Regions from separate parts of the Mus musculus genome. Here all the other regions are linked to region 3. A link is a contact called in public HiChIP or PLAC-seq and Micro-C data. All regions are on one chromosome and are shown on one strand. Each heading gives the region's core, a stretch centred on a gene start, on an enhancer-like site or on the middle of the called end of the contact. The rest is flanking DNA. Distances are from core to core; before and after follow the strand shown.

Region 1 (2,700 bases), core at 51-2,550, 220 kb after region 3:
AGCTCAGAAAGAACTAGAAAGGGGGAGCTTATTCAGCAGCAATTCAGAGGCTGAAAACATTTTAGGCCTAGATAAGACTGTACAGAGTCTAGAAGCTTCCAGAACTAGACCTAGGTTAGCAAACAAAGACAGTAAACCTCCCAGTCAACAATTACAACAGGAAAATAAAAGTTACATTTATGCCTCCCTACAGACTTGCTTGTCACATGACTGTTTACAACAGTCATCTTTCAGCAGACACATGTCATCACTCAGAAGAGGTCCTTACTAAAGCACATTAGAGCCATAGGGCAGTAGGTGAGGACAGCACCTAAGGGGCTAGAAGACAAGGCCCACGAGGAGCAGTATTCAGAGGGTTCTAGCTTCTCCTCAGATGGTGTTTCCTGTAAATCCCGGTCCTAAATCTATAGTCTACAAAATATTAGATTATAGTGGTTTTGAGTTGGATGCCAAGGTTCATTTCTCAATCTCTAGACTTGCCAACAATAAATAAAATGATGAAATGGAACAGTTTGGGTAAAAACTCATACAGTTTGGTATGGCAGCTTACACCTGTAATCCCAGCTCCTGGGAGGTGGAGGAGGAGGAGTTCAAGGATACCCTGGGTTACACAGCTAGTTTGAGACCAACCTGGATGACATGAGGCACTGTCTTTAAAAAATCCTACACCTGGAATGGAGAGGTGGTTCAGAGGTTGAGAGTACTGGCCACATTTCCAGAGGACTTGGTTTCGTTTCCCAGCACCCACATAATGGCTCACAAACTTCTATAATTCCAGTTACAGGGACTCCAACATCCTCTTTTGTCCTCTTGGGCATCAAACACCACTACCACTACCACTACCACTACCACTACCACTACCACTACCACTACCACTACCACTACCACTACCACTACCACTACCACTACCACTACCACTACCACCACCACCAAACCCACAACCTACACAAACTCACGTAATCGCAGCATTTGGGAGGTGGAGGCATGAACATCTGGACCTCAGCAAGGTTATCCTCAACTATACAGAGTTTGAGGCTAGCCCTACACGGGGTCGTTCCTCTAAAACAAACACAAAACTGACATCCAAACACCAAACCAAACTAATGTCATATTCCCTTACGACATGAGAATTCATCATTCCGCAGGTGCTTTCTTGCCAATAGTAAACATGGCAGCTTGGTGCCCTCACTTCCACGAGTTAACTTAATATTGCCAATACTCAACATGGCTGCCACACTATCCATTCCCATTGGTCGCTTCTCTGAAGGAAGGCGGGAGTTGAGGAGCGGTGTAGAGCTGCGCCTGCGCAAGTCATTGGCGCCAAGATGGCGTTGGAGATGAGGCTCCCTAAAGCTCGCAAACCTCTCAGTGAGAGCTTGGGCCGCGACTCTAAGAAACACTTGGTGGTGCCGGGGGACACGATCACCACGGACACAGGCTTCATGCGGTACGTGAGGATTTGGGGGTCCCAAGGCCTCAGGAGGCGGCTGCAGAGCTCTCTGCACGTGGCCCGCTGTCCCGGAACCCAGGCCTCCTGTCCCGTTGTATCTAAGTCCCCGAGTTACCCGGGACACATCGGAGCATCCATACTAGTTCCCTCCTTTGCGAGCCTCACGCTTCTGACTCCCGGCATCTTGGCTGCACCTTTGTCAGTTCCTGATTCCCTCTTTTGATCTATGGCGTTCGGAACTTTTGGACCCTTATCCTGAAACTCAAGATTCTTGAGCCTTCCTAGGGAGGGAGAACTGGGGAGGGCTGGTTGCAGGGCCCTTCTTACAACCCTCTGAATGGACAGTGGGGTTGGTCATCTCTTTCAGTGTTACCTCAGCGACAAGCCTGACTTGGAAGCAGTAATTTTGGTGGAGCGGGGGTTGAGGCAACATATTGTACCCAACAATACAAATTTAGCACGGAAAGTCACAACATGTGGCAGTTAGGGCTGTCTATGGAGTCGGACATCTGACATTGTTATCCTTAGTTTAGCACCTTGCTAAGGCCGGTATCCTCACCTGGAAGACAGTGGTGACAACAGGAATTGGTAGGTTAGTGAGTATTAACTGAAAAGTGGGGCAGGAGAGCAAAATCCACCATTGTATTACCACCAAAGATAAATCTGCATTAGGTAGCCAGTCTTCCCGATGTCTGTCCGTCCCCCCCCCCCCGTCGTCCCCCCCCCTCACCCCCAACCCTCCAATCTCACTATGTAGCACTGACTGTCCTGGAACTTACTATGTAGACCGCTCTGATTTTGAACTCAAGAGATCCACCTGCTTCTGCCTCCCAAATTCTTTTTTTTTTTTTTTAAGATTTATTTATTTATTATATGTAAGTACACTGTAGCTGTCTTCAGACATACCAGAAGAGGGAGTCAGATCTCATTACGGATGGTTGTGAGCCACCATGTGGTTGCTGGGATTTGAACTCAGGACCTTTGGAAGAGCAGTCGGGTGCTCTTACCTGCTGAGCCATCTCACCAGCCCGCCTCCCAAATTCTTAACTCAAAGGTGTGGCCGTTTGTCCGTTGCACCTAGTTTGTTCTTTCTTCCTCTTTCTTTCTTTTTCTTTCTTCTTTTTTTTTGGTACAAATGAGATTATAGTGTTTATAGTGTTGCCTCTAAGCTTTAAGTTTAAGGTATTAGATGGCAGATATCTTAGGATTCATTCCTTCATAGTTGCAGCATGTGTTCAACATAGCCGGTG
Region 2 (2,700 bases), core at 55-2,554, 150 kb before region 3:
TCCCTAGGTGGAAGCTGGAGGCCACTTACAGAGCCCAACCATATTGCATCCATGGAAGCGTCGAAAATCGATGGGGCTGAGAGATGCATCAGTAGTGGGATGCCTCCTCTGAACGCATGAGGACCTGAGTTCAAATCCCCAGCCCCATGTAACAGGCATAGCTGTGCAGGGTGCAAGGGAAGCCGGGCAGGCACATGGGTATGCTTGCTGTGGAGGCTGCCTGCTGGCAGATCTGGAGGGACAGCTTAGGGGCTCTGAGGGCTGAGAGCACTGGCTGGCACATCCATCCTGCCTCACATCGCCCTGGACAGGCAGGCCTTGACCTTAGTGGGTGACTTACTGTGCTGGTTTCACCTAGGAATTCTCCCTCCTCCCAGGGGAGTGAGCTCTCTATGGTAGCTCAGCTGGTTTCCTTCCCAGTGGGAGTCTTCCACCTCCCCCTTCCTCACTCCAATATACAGGGCAGAAACATCATAGTGGAGAAATTTTTATTTACACTCGTGGTGAGATTTTAGTCTACCATGGCTGGGAAGATATGGTGGTGGGAGTGCAGGCAGGTCCTCCTCAGGCTTACTCAAACCAGGGAGCAGAGAACTACCTCCAAACCAGAAGGGGATTAGTAATCTCTAAGGTCCAGGGCACGTCTGCCAGCTAAGCTGTCTACAGGCCAAAAGTTCTACAAAACTCCAAAACAGAACCACTAGGCAGGGACCAATACCAGTGTTTAATGTACTGGTTTGCAGGGGACACCTCACAGTCGAACCATAACAAAATACCCAGGGCACCACTTGGGGTGAACAGGACCGGGCAGAGAGGAGCGGGAGGTGGGGATGGTGGTATAGATTCAAAGGAGGATCCCTGCAGTGGTCACTGCCTCCCTGCCCTCCTCAGCAGCCGGTCTGCCCTCTCCCACCCTGCCTGACATCCATCCACCTTGTCCTCTTGGCTATCTTCTGGCCATAGTGGTGGGCATAGAAAGAGCATCAAAATCCTCTGAGTTTGGGAAACTGAGCTCTTGGAAAGTTGTTGCCTCCTGCACTTCCTTTCATCAGGGCGGGGTGTGGAGCAAAGGACTACATTTCCCAGCCTCCCTTGGGCAAGGGCGGCCATGTGGTTCAGTTCTAACCAATGGAGTGAGAGCAAAGAAACTTGCTTCACCCTCTTTGAGTCCGTTGGGCCAGACTCCAAAAAAACAAAAAACAAAACGAGCGTTTCTGGGATCTCGTCCCCATCCCCGTCGCCACACAAGCCCAAGACTGAGTTTGTCTAGGAAGAGAAATGCACGCGTGTCTTGACTACGCCGTCTCGGGTCTCTGTCACCAGTCTGATTTAGATCATCTCCAAAAGATTGTGTGTGCCTTTGGGTGGATTTAACGATCCGATGTCTCTTCTAAGTATTTGCATGTAAATTCTCCTTTGCCAAGACGATTAAATAAAAACAAACAGACAAACAAACAAACAACAACTGTACCTGCGTGGGACGAAGTTTCAGGTCATTGTTTTGTCTCCTCCCTTCCCCGTCTCCCTTTCTCCTCCTTCCCCAGGGTATCCTCTGCCTCCTTTAAAGTCCAGAGGATGGATGTTTCCAGGACAAAGGATCCCGTGGGGGACATCTCTGCTTTGCCGAGAGACTTAGGATCTAGTGGCTGTGGACTGGCCAGGGTATCCACTTGGAGTCTACCAGGAGGTGTCCAGGAAGGACTTTGTAGGGACCCTTCGGTCAGGGACCAGGGCTCATGGTCTGTTTCATCTTCTGTCTCAGAAATTGTGTCCTTTCCCCTGGTGAGACCCCAGGCTAGCCACTCACTTCTGCAGATCTCAGGGGTCAAACCATTCCTGAGTCCTGAAATCCACTCCCTCCCCCCGCCCCCCTGCCTCTGGAAAATCAGGAAGAGTGGGAGTGGTGGTGACTTCTGGAACAATCCTGGGATAGAGGAGGTCTTAGTGCTCTATTGCTGAGGGAAACCTTAACCACACAACTCCTATAAAAGAAAACATTTTATTGGGGCTGGCTTAGAGTTTCAGAGGCTTAGTCTATTATCTATTAGCGTGGTGGCACACAGGCAGGCATGGTGCTGTAGAGGGAGCTGAGAGCTCTGCATCTGAAATCCCAAGGCTGTATCCACAGTGACAGACTCCCTCCAACCAGGGTGGACCTCCTAATCTCTGTCACGTATCGGCACTCCTTGATAAGCAAGTGTTCAAATATATGAGCCTTTGCGGGGGGGGGGGGGGTCCTATTCAAACCACCACAAAGAGCTGGTCCTGGATTAGCCCCTGGACCCCCCAATTTTCCAACGGGAGAGGTGGAGAAGGTAGGGAGACGAGTGATCACTTCTGGGTGCTTGCACTCCTTGCACACAGCTCCTCTTCTCTGTGCTTCCCAGGAAGCCTGGTGGAATGGCTCCTCTATGTAAGTCCCCATTTTAACATTTAGCAGATGAATGAGTGGTCATTCTGATACTCACAGCTGACCCTAGATCCTTTCTGTACCCGGATTCTCCGCTTTAGCTCATTTAATACTTGCAGGAACACCCTCTAGAGGCTGTGACTGGTATTACACTCACATTTTATAGACAAAGCTGCCTTTGCTCTTAAGAGGGTCGACAGCCATTGCAAGGGGCTTCCAGGCTCCAGACAAGCTGTCTTTGCCTTTGGTCTCTGCAGGTGTCCTGGACCTGAGCAGTAAGGAGTGAGGAC
Region 3 (2,700 bases), core at 196-2,695:
TGGTGGGCCTCAGGATTTAAGTTCCTTCAATGGTTTTGTTGTGTAAAGGGATTTTGAAGCCCTCTCTCTCTCTCTCTCTCTCTCTCTCTCCCTCTCTCTTGGTTTTGTGCATGTGTGTGTGTGTGTGTGTGTGTGTGTATGTGAATGTGTTGTGTGTGAATGAGGGGGTGACTGTGTATGTGTTTGACTATGTGAGAGTGTGTGAGTGTATGTGTGTGTGAGAGAGAGTATGTATGTGAATGTGTATGTGATTTTGTGTGTGAGTGTGTGAGTGTGAGTGTGTGCGTGTGTGTGAGTGTGTGTGTGTGTGTGTGTGTGAATGTGTTGTGTGTGAATGAGGGGGTGACTGTGTATGTGTTTGACTATGTGAGAGTGTGTGAGTGTATGTGTGTGTGAGAGAGAGTATGTATGTGAATGTGTATGTGATTTTGTGTGTGAGTGTGTGAGTGTGAGTGTGTGCGTGTGTGTGAGTGTGTGTGTGTGTGTGTGTGAATGTGTTGTGTGTGAATGAGGGGGTGACTGTGTATGTGTTTGACTATGTGAGAGTGTGTGAGTGTATGTGTGTGTGAGAGAGAGTATGTATGTGAATATGTATGTGATTTTGTGTGTGAGTGTGTGTGTATGGTGTGTGTGTGTGTGTGAGTGTGTGTGCATGTGTGTGTGGTGTGTGTGTGCGCAGGTGAAGAAACAGAGTTGACACTGAGTGTCTTACTCTATTGCTCCCCAACCTTATAAGGAGATTTATTTTTTTTTTATGTATGTGTATGTATGTGTGCCTGTGTGAATTTATGTGCACTGTGTGCATGCAAGTGCCCACAGAAGCCAGAAAAGGGTGTTGGTTTCCTTGAAACTTGAGTTACAGATGATTGTGAACTACCTGGTACAGATGCTGGACACTGAACCTGGGTCCTCTGCAAGAGCAGTACGTGCATTCTCCTAACTACTTAGCCATCTCTCCAGCCTCCGTCCTTACTTTCTGTTTGAGCCAGAATCTCTCACTAACCCAGCACTCACCAGTCTCTTAGGCTGTCTGGCCAGCTGGCCCCAGGGTCTGCCTCTCTTGCAGCCCTTTCTCCCCAGCATTAGAGTCACAGGCACACAGCTTTTATGTGAGCTCACCCTAGAAGAGGTCTTCCTGCTTGCACATCACGTACTTTACTGCCATCTCTCCAGCCCCTGTTTCATGTTGTTTTTCATTTGTTTGGTTGGCCTTGGCTTGGCAGTCCTGGGGACCAGGACAACCAGCTAGGTAAGCACTGAATCTCCTGCCCTGACTACAGACCTGTCCCTCCTCCCTGCTGTTTTATTCTTTCTGCCTCATCAGTGTAAGAGTGTGTCCTAGGCCTGGCTGTTTTTTTTCAGGGATGGGCAACAAGAGGCTGAGACTCCTAATGTCTAAAAAGTGGCCTGCCATTCAAGGGCTCAGAGCGCCTGTGGCCTCCAGGGATCTGGGTCAGACTTGTCTCCCTCCCTGCAGGAGCCAGCTCCCTCCCTGTGCCCTGTTGTGAAACAAATATGGATGAGAAACATTCCAGATGGGCATCACCAGACCCCAGATGAGGGCTGCACTTCCTAGAACCTGACATTAACCCGTCTTGATTGACCATTTAAGAATCTGGCCATGGAATGTTCTGTGTTTTGTTTTTTTGTTTTTCCGGGTTGTTTTTTGATAGTTCATCTGCAGTTTGCTGTTAATTTCCCTGGAGGGCTAGTGAGCAGAGAGCCAGACTCCCTCTGTATTGTGCCCCCTGGAAGGCCATCTGCCCAAAAGAGTCAGCTGGTTCATTAGGCAGAGGAAGCAGGGGCCCTGTGGGCCGATGTCATCCATTGAGTTTGTGCAAAAGAACGGCTGCTTGGAGTGCCTGGCAGCCTCTGGGCAGCCAGCCCACTCCAGCCAGAGCAGCTGCAGACCAGCTGGAGCCAGGGCCACTGATGGAATGAGGATGCTCTGGTGATAATACTCAGTTCTTGGCATGGCGCCCTGTCCCTATAGCATGCAACCTCTGCCATCATAGCTCTTGGCAAGTTTTAGACCAACAGGTCTTCTGTGTGTCTGTAGACCCACCTCCTCATTTTATAAACAAGCCAACTTGATGTGATCTAGGGACATGACTTGCCTGGCTCTATGTGTATGTGTGCACGTGTATGTGCAGGTGCGTGTGTGGGTAGGTGCATTGTACATACATGTGGGCAGGTGCATGTTGGCAGGTGTATGTGGGCAGGTGCATGCGTGCAGATGCATGTGTGTGCATGTATATAGGTGCATGCATGGATGGATGCATGTAGGTCATGCATGTGTGCAGGTACATGTGTGTGCATGCATGTGTGCACGTGCATGTATGTAGGTGCATGTATGTGTGGGTGCATGTATGTCATACATGTGTATGCAGGTGTATATGTGTGCATGTGCATTGTGTGTAGGTGCATGTGTATGTGTGTGCAGGTGCATGTGGATATGAGTACACCTGTGTGCATGATGTGTGTATGGTTGTATCTGTGTGCATGATGTGTGTCTGGGTGTATGTGTGTGCAGGTGCATGTGGGTGCAGGTGCATAAGGAGGCCAGATGACAACTTGTGTCGCTCCCCAGGAGCTGTCCATCTTGTTTTTGAGAGAGGATCTTTCACTGAGCCCAGGTTAAGCAGGTTAGCTGATGAGCCCCAGGGTTCCACCTCTCCCTCTGCTGTCTCTGCCTCGCCA

What was found. A called contact is a pair of places that touch in the nucleus more often than the background predicts. HiChIP or PLAC-seq counts read pairs in DNA pulled down with a chosen protein or histone mark.
Region 1: an H3K4me3 HiChIP or PLAC-seq map of embryonic forebrain shows a contact between it and region 3, with 2.9 times the contacts expected there. The contact joins the promoter of Exosc2 here to the enhancer-like site in region 3. A contact is called at or near these places in 15 of 39 promoter capture datasets (the 3T3-L1 cell line, 3T3-L1-derived adipocytes, the C10 cell line and 11 more), 19 of 115 datasets of contacts at active chromatin or transcription factors (acute myeloid leukemia, bone marrow-derived macrophages, craniofacial prominence and 11 more) and 3 of 9 other capture datasets (adipose tissue, liver and pancreatic islet).
Region 2: a Micro-C map of muscle stem cells shows a contact between it and region 3, with 2.6 times the contacts expected there. The contact joins two enhancer-like sites. A contact is called at or near these places in 1 of 484 Hi-C or Micro-C datasets (muscle stem cells), 2 of 115 datasets of contacts at active chromatin or transcription factors (both in embryonic stem cells) and 2 of 9 other capture datasets (adipose tissue and embryonic stem cells).

What each region holds. Positions count from the first base shown.
Region 1 is chr2:31,669,415-31,672,114 of GRCm38.p6, forward strand. It overlaps Exosc2 (exosome component 2), which reads left to right and starts at 1,301. Exons shown (of 9, transcript NM_144886.3): 1 at 1,301-1,447. The coding sequence starts at 1,326.
Region 2 is chr2:31,296,942-31,299,641 of GRCm38.p6, forward strand. No RefSeq gene overlaps it. Among named protein-coding and RNA genes, the nearest start is that of Hmcn2, 16 kb to the right of the region's middle. Within about 2 kb of position 1,305, at least 129 of the 459 cell types and tissues checked have an H3K27ac peak or open chromatin away from gene starts, as enhancers often do. A contact at or near this core is called in muscle stem cells, where this site is marked.
Region 3 is chr2:31,447,791-31,450,490 of GRCm38.p6, forward strand. All of the region lies in intron 86 of Hmcn2 (hemicentin 2), which reads left to right. Among named protein-coding and RNA genes, the nearest start is that of Ass1, 21 kb to the right of the region's middle. Within about 2 kb of position 1,446, at least 69 of the 459 cell types and tissues checked have an H3K27ac peak or open chromatin away from gene starts, as enhancers often do. A contact at or near this core is called in embryonic forebrain, forebrain and muscle stem cells, where this site is marked.